Regions from separate parts of the Mus musculus genome. Here region 2 is linked to region 1. A link is a contact called in public Hi-C data. All regions are on one chromosome and are shown on one strand. The core of a region is the stretch at or near the end of the contact, and the rest is flanking DNA. Distances in the headings are between cores, read along the strand shown. Region 1 has its middle 61 kb from the start of Gm19276. Region 2 holds the start of C1qtnf3 (C1q and tumor necrosis factor related protein 3).

Evidence for each region. A called contact is a pair of places that touch in the nucleus more often than the background predicts.
Region 2: a contact with region 1 is called in a Hi-C map of uterus, with 2.2 times the contacts expected there. The contact joins the promoter of C1qtnf3 here to the enhancer-like site in region 1. A contact is called at or near these places in 2 of 484 Hi-C or Micro-C datasets (liver and uterus), 1 of 115 datasets of contacts at active chromatin or transcription factors (embryonic fibroblasts) and 1 of 9 other capture datasets (pancreatic islet).

The regions. Positions count from the first base shown.
Region 1 is chr15:10,888,161-10,892,615 of GRCm38.p6, reverse strand. No RefSeq gene overlaps it. Among named protein-coding and RNA genes, the nearest start is that of Gm19276, 61 kb to the right of the region's middle. Within about 2 kb of position 2,140, at least 127 of the 459 cell types and tissues checked have an H3K27ac peak or open chromatin away from gene starts, as enhancers often do. A contact at or near this core is called in embryonic fibroblasts, liver and uterus, where this site is marked.
Region 2 is chr15:10,950,736-10,955,252 of GRCm38.p6, reverse strand. It overlaps C1qtnf3 (C1q and tumor necrosis factor related protein 3), which reads right to left and starts at 2,921. Exons shown (of 6, transcript NM_030888.4): 1 at 2,716-2,921. The coding sequence starts at 2,799. The region is part of intron 1 of Gm34315 (a long non-coding RNA gene); the gene reads left to right.

The sequences.
Region 1 (4,455 bases), core at 891-3,390:
GATTATTCATTGAAGATTTTGCCCTCAGCTGACGAGCTATTGAAAGATAAGTGAATTAAGACACTAACTTTATAAACAGTCTAGTCTATTGATGATCTCATAACTGATAACTGATGACAGCAGGCTTGAGAATATCATTGTGCCTTGTTATCCAACCTTCTTTGTCTCTCTCTGTCTCATGGAAGCCAGGAGGTGAGGTGCTTAGCTCTGCCATTGTCTTCCAGTATGGCATTCTGTCTTACCGCTGGCCCAGAAACAGTTTAAACTTGTGTCAGCTACCCCACCACAGCAGAAAGCAGCCACCAGCACAGTTGACAATCCAGCATCTATTGCTCTTTGCTGTACTTTTTGAGATGGAGTGACCTGGCCTGAGGGTCAGTCAATGGGGTCTGCAAGGGAGAGAGTGGGGATGGAGGGGCAAGAGACACAAAGAATGGAGACAAGACAGTATGTCTAATTTATTGAAAGGCAACTATGGGTGTGTAAGTACAAGCTGGGGAGTGCAGCTGGAGACACTTAATCACAAGTCCAGGATGTGTCTGAGAAAAACAGGATGTTATCAGAGTGTGTTTAGCTGTGGTGGGCTGCTTGCAAAAACATCATGCTAGGAAAACAAGTCTCTCATTAGGGTGGGAAAGTACCAACCTGTAAGTAAATAGCTCAAGATGGCTGCAGAGATGATAGCCATTTTCTACTAAGAGTTGGCTCCCAACAATGGAACCTGTGAACCTGGAGCATAGCAATTTAGCTAGACTGAGTAGCCAGTGAGCTCCAGGAAGCCACCTGTCCCTGCTTCCCCAGCACTGAGATTACAGGCATATGTGTCCAGCTTTTATTTAGAGTGGATGCTGAACATCAGAACTCAGATTCTCCAGTTTAAATCACAAGCATTTTATTGTCTGAGCTATCTCCTCATTCCAAGTGAACCAACTGGTCTCAAGAGCCCCAGCTGCACCTAGAGCTCCAAGTAGAAAGGGGTTTGGCTGAGCTTGCTAAGTCTCTGGTCTTCCCTTACTACCGTGGCAATGACTCCTAGATATTCAATGTTTTTTTAAAAAAAAAAAAACTTTGCAAACTACAGAGAGGATGAGATGAATATGTAGGGTTAAGACCTTTCTTTACTTCATGGCTTCTTTGGAAGAGGAGTTGCTGAGGCTGAAGAACCCCAAGAAAAATCTATAAACTTTGAAAAGTTTGTTCCAGTTCATTTTCCTCACGGCAATGGAAGGGCGTGCCGATAGCAGATAGGTATTTGACAGGCACGGTTGCTTTTAGCCAAGCCTGGTCCCAGGGGCAGCAAGCCAGGCCAGCTCCTCTCGTAAGGTAGGGCCTCCACCCAGAGAAAAGGATCTTGCTGATGAGAACTGGGATAACCAGAGAAAACAAATGGAGAGCCAGTCCCCAGAGCAGGCTGCTTGGCTCTGGGTGCTCTCAGGAGAAGCAGTCAGAGTGACCACCAACCCTTTTGGACAGTGAAGAGCCACACACTGGTGGCATCTCTGTCACAGCAAATCTTTCTAACTCCTGCTCCCTGCCTCCTCTCTCCAGCTAATGGCTTATTTCTCACAACCCAACTTCAGTGAGTCAGGAATTCTCATTCATGAGTAGGCTAATAGCAAATAGCTTTGAAGATGCCAGTGTAGGATTCTCCTAACTATCCTAGAAGAGCCTCCTAGGAAACTGTTCCTTCATGCGATACTCTGCACCAAGTTCTATGCTTTCAGAAGGAAAATGGTCCTGGTCCCTTGTCAGCAAAGTTTTACAGGGAGTGTGGAGGTGTTTTCAGTGGTACTAGATGGAGAGGTAGAGCTGGAACCCACAGTGGGACGTGCCTGGGGAGAGACTGACAGGATGTGTCCCTCTGGGAGCTGGTTCTGGAGGCAACGGTTGTTTCTTTTCCAAGAAGTTTCAGACTCATTCATAGACCACCGTGAACTTACAAAGGAACTGTTAATAAAGCGACTTCCAGCTAGGCTGCAGCAGGAAAGGGCAAATGCAGAGGCCATTTGCCAAACAGAAAGAGAAAAACAAGTGATGCCCAGCAGACAAGACTTTGGACTTCAGTCTGTTGACTGGAGTCCCAGAGGCCACAGGAAATGGTTCAGAGCTCGGCATAACCTCTACAGGCAGTGAATGGCAGGCCCTGGAAGCCAGCCAGGATGACTAAAGCCTGCTTTACTCCAGCTTTTAACGAGTCCTCTGAGACACAGTGCTGGACAAAATCTCGCAGAACAGCCTGTTGCCTGATGCAAGTCCCCACGGGGTAACTTGGATGTGGTTTTATGCAATTTAAAAGCCTGACTTAGGGCTTGAGAGATGGCTCAGGAATGAGAGTATATAGTGTTCTTGCAGGGAGTCTGTGCTCAGCTCCTAACATCCACATCAGGCAGCTCACAACTGCCTGAAAGTCCAGCTCCAGGGGATCCAACACCCTGTTCATGGGCACCTGCTCTCAATGCACACATCCATGCGTAGATATACACGTGTGCATTCACGTGCATACATGCACACGCTCACATACTGTATATATATATGCATATTTTACATATCAAAGCAGACCTGGCCTCCAGGTTCTCCCAGTGTCCCTCAGTCCCCCAACCCTGAACTTTCCAGCCCAGCTCCTCACTCTGTTTCTCCTTTCCTTCTCTCTCTGTGTCACACCCTTTCTTTCTCTTCCCCCTCCCCCCACCCCTTCTCTCTCCCCATGGTGACTTCCCTGGCCTCAGTCCTTAGGGCCACTGAACTCACCCGAGAGCAGCTTCCCAATAAACCTACATTTAATATCATCTAATCTGGTTTGAATTGGCTCATTTCACCAGCAGAGAAATAATTTATAAGTTAGCACCAAATCCCCCATGACAAGGCAAACGACCAACATGGACAGCACCCAGAATCTTCCCAGCCTACAAACATGTAATTACTTCCCCTCAGAGTACTTCCAGGTCGCAGCCCACCTATACAGTGGAAATGTGGCTGTGTAGAACCAAGGTTTGTGCTCCCAACACTCGGGAGTCTCCAGGTTTAATGAGGTATTCTGCCCCCCACAACCTCCATGATAGCTTTTTGCCTGAGAAGTCTGATTCCTGGTCCCTAGTCACAACTCAGGGATGATAGTGGTACATGGATCCTACTACACCACATTCCTGATCCCTCCTTTGTTCCTCTCAACTTAGATTTTGTTCTGGACGTCCCTGAACACCTGAATCACTTGAACACCTCCTAGCCTAGCCTACTAGCCAGAGATAGCCACATATACCATCTTTGCCAATGGACAGCAGGAGAAATCCACTTCCACCTCTGGGAAGCATTTTGCATAAACCTGGGTCCTTAGCCACCTTTCCTCCTTTCTACTCTACAAGGGCCAAGATGTCTATAGCCCCAAGGACATTAGGCCACTATGATGTGACAAGTAGATTCCATGAGCAGCTGGCTCCAGCATATGCCAGCAGCTGCCTACCACTAGGCTTCTGACTATGAGGAGAAAAACCCTTCTTTACCTCAGCTATTTCTCCTAGTGGGGATTCTGTTTCTTGCATTCTTGTTCTAAGTAAAGACTCAATCTGTTGTCTGTATCCTGAGGATGAGGAAACCTTAGAGCTACAAAAAATATCAAAGACAAATCAGGGCAACAAGTAAATGACAGAATTTAGCCCAGTACCCAGTGCTCTTTCCCACTACTGTAGAACAGAAGTAATAGCAAGCCTTCTGAGATGTCTTTATATAGTCTTTCCTTGGTATTACACTTGCCCATCCTAGAACTGCCCGTTGCTTGGACCCATTCAAGACTCTTAAGATGGGAGTCAGATGATTAAATCCTCTTCCAGTCAGCAGAGTCCAAATCAATGCACAGACTACCTGAGAAAACCAAGGCACACTCAATCACACACACACACACACACACACACACACACACACACACACACACACACCTCATATATTTGGCTTCACCAAGACAAGGTCTCCTATGACGACTTGAACCTTCTGGCTCTGGAAAGAGAGATGGGGTGGAGAAAACATGGGAGCTAAACTGGGTAGTTAGTAGGCTAGGAAGCCGAGTCCAGCTCGAGATCTGCCGGCTAAAGTTACAAGGAAGCAGGGGCTAGAGAAAAGAGTGGGCCCAATACAGAGACAACACACAAGCAGAAACAGGAAGGATGCCAAGTGGGATCGTGGGGCAGATCCATCTACCCTACTGCAGGCAGTACCTGGGGAAAGCATATGAACAATAACAAAAATCACATGTAATTGATCAGTAAAGAAATCTTCTGTTGGTCTGATTTCCAAAACACCACTATAGTTACAATTGCATCTGAGTAACACCTATGCAATGCTTTTGATAACATGCCTCAAGGAACACTGCTGTCTAAATCGAGGTTACTTCAGAGAATTGCCAGTTAGCGGTCCATCTTCACACAGCTACACAGTCTGTGCTATAGAAATGCACTTCACGGTGGC
Region 2 (4,517 bases), core at 1,672-4,171, 62 kb before region 1:
TTCCTACTAAGGAAGAATTTGCTTATGGGAAGTCATTATCCGTGATGTCTTACACGTGCCACCCTCTTTCCCAAACCTGGCTGTTATGCAGTAGAAGCATGCAGTTGAGCAGTATAAGAAGAAAGGGAAGTCTGTTAGATAAGCTCCACCCATTCTGCAGGAGGAGACCTGGAGGCAGAATTGAGTTCTACTATTAATTACTAGAGAAAAAAGAACACACAATTCTTTCCTGAGGAAATGAGAGGTCAGGAAGAGAAGGGAAATGGAAAGAGGAGAGAGGCTACAGTTGAGAAAATGCCAGAAAAAAAAAAAGTAGACAATGTCAATCTATTCCAGCTCCAATCCACCATGGGCTCTCCAGCCAGCCCCGTTCCTGCCACACAGGTCGTAGTACCTCACTGGCTTGCTTTAACAAACAGAACTTTGTGGAGCAAAGTTACATGAGATTCCCTTCACTAGTTAAGAGTCCTCCCTTGCTGGACACTCAGGTCATCCGCAGTTTCTCTGCACAGCACAGGGTTCAGCCACACCAGCAGCTCACGGACTCCCTCAGCTTTCACTGTAGCACAGGATTTAATCTACCACTCCCTAAACCTCTGCTCTGGATGGCCATCTTTCGTCTCCTCTTTTTACTTTATTATGCTTTAAAGACCCAGTGACCAAAACAGCACAGGTTTTTCCCCCCAGAGTGTTCTTTGGACATTGACCTTGTAACACACAGAATCTAACCAAGCTTATTAACAAGAAAAAAAAAAAAAAAGATTAGGTGACTGTGAGTAAAGTGACTGTCATAATAAAACGCAGTGCTTTGTATGCTAACCTTAAAACATAACAAACAATGAAATGAAAATAAGAAGAGATTGAAGAAGATGAATGAGTGAATGAAAGAATGAATGAATTAGTGACTGAATGAATGAATAAATACTGACAAAATTTTGTTTCTAATAGAGCAGCTGAGGGTGGCTTGAGTTCATCACTGTCTTGGTCTCCATCCTACTTTCGTAGCTTTCCTCATAAAAGCTTGGGGAATACTTGATGGGGAAAAGGAGAATTAGCATAAAAAAAGAGGATGGGGGAATTAGGGGGAGAAAAGAAAACTTCCTATGGTCCCAGATTCAGTCTGGGCGCCGGTACCCACTTGTAGTGGAATAGTAGCAGAACCTTCCAGGACGCTGCTGGCTCTTAGGTCTTTATCTGAAAATGCTTCATGAATTCAGGGCTGGAAGACTAGAATGTGGAGTGGAGCAGAACCATAATTGGGATTTCAGCAGCCTGGTTGGTGTTGGTTTCCAGGAAATAATGAAAGACGACCTGTAGCACACTAATGGACAGGCAGGAAAGATACCATCCATCCAGCTGGAAAGCCCACCGAAGCAAGCATCATCAGAGAAAGATGACAGTTTCTGAAAGAGGTGTTCTCTTTACATCTCCCCTTGACAGAGCCCCATGGAGGGACTTGGAAACTATACTGTGTACTCCCCTTAGTTACATGTCTCAGGCTCTGTGGGATTCTAGTCTGACCACAGAACCAGATGATCAACTGAGACTCCTAAATCAGTGGCTGGCAGGGTAGGGGCTTAGATTGCAACTGAAAAGAAGTTCCGAAATCTCTACAAAGCAGACAGACAAGTGGTTTTTGTGGTACTGTGCACTGCTTCAAAGATCATGCAATCTAAAGGAACCCTTCTTCCCTTTCCAGCTAACTTCAGCATTTTTTCATGCTTAGGTGCTAAGTACAAAGAAGTTTCTTCCTGTTTTTGCTGCTTTTGATCACACTGAAGTTTGCTGATTTGTAACTTACTACACCAAAACCTTTACTCATCCCTGTGTTACCTAAAAGAGTTAAAGAAATATCCTGAGATGCTGAGCTTCTGCCCCAACAAATAAATCAGGTTTTGTCATCCAGAAACATTGTATGACACAATACAGCTTGTAATTTAAATATACTGTCTTTTTTTTTTTTTTGCTTCCTTTCCTTTTAATGCTTTAATTCTGTTTTGACTCAAAAAAAAAAATGTCAAACAAGAAGCCATAGCAACCTAGACTGCTCCAAAACAAATAAACAAAACTGGCGAGAAATGGTACAGAAAATTCCCAAGTCCAAGTAAAGCAGGCAGAGGCAAAGGGCAGCTTCTCCCGCTGGGGAGACCTCAGAAGCAGCAAATCATTATCTCCAGCAATGCATCTATCCGCATAGGTCAGCACAAGTTCTCTACATCAACAGAGCAAATTTAAAAAGAAAGAAAAAAGTCCCAACACAAAAGGAAACTGTTGCTTCTGGCTCCCTGTTGCCATGGAAAAGTGCTCTGGCCTCTCTATCCCAGCACATCATACCAGCAACTAGGAGTCCCTGTGGAAACCCAAGACAACCCAGAGACGCTCCCAAACATCCCATCAAACTGCTCACAGGCACCAATCCTAAGAATCTTAGTTAAGACAACAGCAACCTCAGTCATTAAGTTTTCAAAGAAATCCTTAGAAGAGAATTCTGAGTACCTGGCCCCAGAATGGGTTGATCTGGGCTAGGTCCTCTACCTCAGGGTGCGGAAGCGCCTCTGGTCTCAGGGGTTTTAGGTCTGTAGAAGTGTTATTATCCACAGTCCCAGTTTTAGCTTGGCTCTGCTCTCTCACTTTCTCCCTCCTGGAGCCGCTACGGCCAGTCTGCTGGTGGCTCTGCACTATCCTGGCCACCGCTTTATTAGCTCTTCTGCTCACCTCCATGTATTCATCTTGACACAGGCAAAATGGGAGGAAAAGCAAAGGCAGCAGGTGCCACCAGATGCGCTGCCTCCCGAGCATGGCTCGGCAAATCGGCAAATCGACAAGAGTCTCGCAGGGAAGCTTGACAGGGGCTGGAGGTACCGTGGTCGCCTCAGGCAAATGCCAGGTTTGGAGATGAGAGCTGCAGCCGGCTGTGTGGTTTTATACTCTTTGGTGTGTAATAAATAAGGCTGCAGTCATGCCAGAGTGACAGCGGCTCTCCTCCCAGACAGAGCAGCTCTCATTCATCACATTCCTGCACCGCAGGCAAGACAGTCTGTGTGCACGGCGTCCAGTTGGTGGGGTTCATAAATGTCTCACCTTGGCATGTTATTTTGTGTAAGAGTGGAGAAAATGTACACAGCCGGCTGGAAACAGAGTGTGTGTGTCCAGTGGCTTGCCTTCGTGATTAGACGTGGAAAGGCTGTGCCTTTGTGGTCTAAAACGACTCTTGGAAAAACCTACCATTGAGCTTGCCAGGGAATGCGGCTCAGACTGTATCAGTTCCTGCAATCACAGCAGGATCCCATTCAAGGCCATGGAGGGAGGTCTTGCTTTTGCACGGTGCAGATCACAATTTTGCACTTTGGGTCACTGCAAGCAACTCATTCTCCCTTCCAGATACCAGCAGCAGCCTACAGATGGTGACTGGGAAAGACTGACCTGAGTTCAAGGGTAAAGGCTGACTTTGACCAAGATAGTTCCCCCATGCTAAGCTCCATATTCTCCTTTGCGTCTCTACGAGCCAACATTAGAAACCAGATGTTTCTTGCATCTAAGTTCTTGCTAGATGGAAATACAACCTACTTTCTTGTTAAGAGACTCCTCTGGCTGCTCTCTACCCATGGATTGTTGCTGCCCAAAACGAGAGAGACATGGGAAACACCAAACCAAATATACCATTCCAAATAGCTCAAGGTTGAGAGAACTCTATCATTTGTTACCGTTCCTGTGCTTTTACCGATTAAACCAAAGAACAAAAGGATACTCCTAACCTCTTTGTGATTATACATGTATTGCTCTTTAAATTGCTCTGATTTATAGATCACTACTACCCTCTGGTCAGAAGGTTATCAGCCTCACCCCTGCCCCTTGAGGCTTTCTGTGATCCAGAGCTCTTATGGAGGATGAATGGGTTAGTGCCTGATTCTTGGGGCTTCAGAGCAGCTCTAGAAAACAATCATGGTGTATGAAGAAATCATAGTTTCAGGTGGGGCAGCCAGAGAGAGGGAGGGAGGAACTGTACCGCTGCCCTGTTCCTAGCAAATAGAGCTTGAGAGCCATACGGTGCCCCTGAACTGGCCAAAGTGACAATTACTACCTCGGTCACTCCTGAAACTCCTCACCTGACCAACTGTCTCCAGAACCCACATGAATCCAAAGAAAGTGTTGGGCTTCAGTGATAGTCTTCCCATGAAAGAAAGCTCCCTAGGTCACAATAGGGGGCTAGGGGTCATAACTAATCAAAGTAGGTCATTCTCACCTTCTAGGCAGAGATAACCCAGTCCACCAGTGTACCAGCTGTGTCTCAGTTGTCTTCCACCCCAAGGGATCTCCTCCACAGACCAGGAGGCAGTTCTGAAGGACAACAGCCTGTCTAAGGACACATCGGTGGTGAAGACACAACTGTGCATCAGAATAGCCCAGGACAGTGTCTCAGTGGGAGGCTCCAAACGTTAAGAAGGCTTGGGGAAAAAATGTGTCAAAGCAAGAAGAAGTTGTGACAACTGGGTCAGCTGATCCCCTGGTGTTCCAAA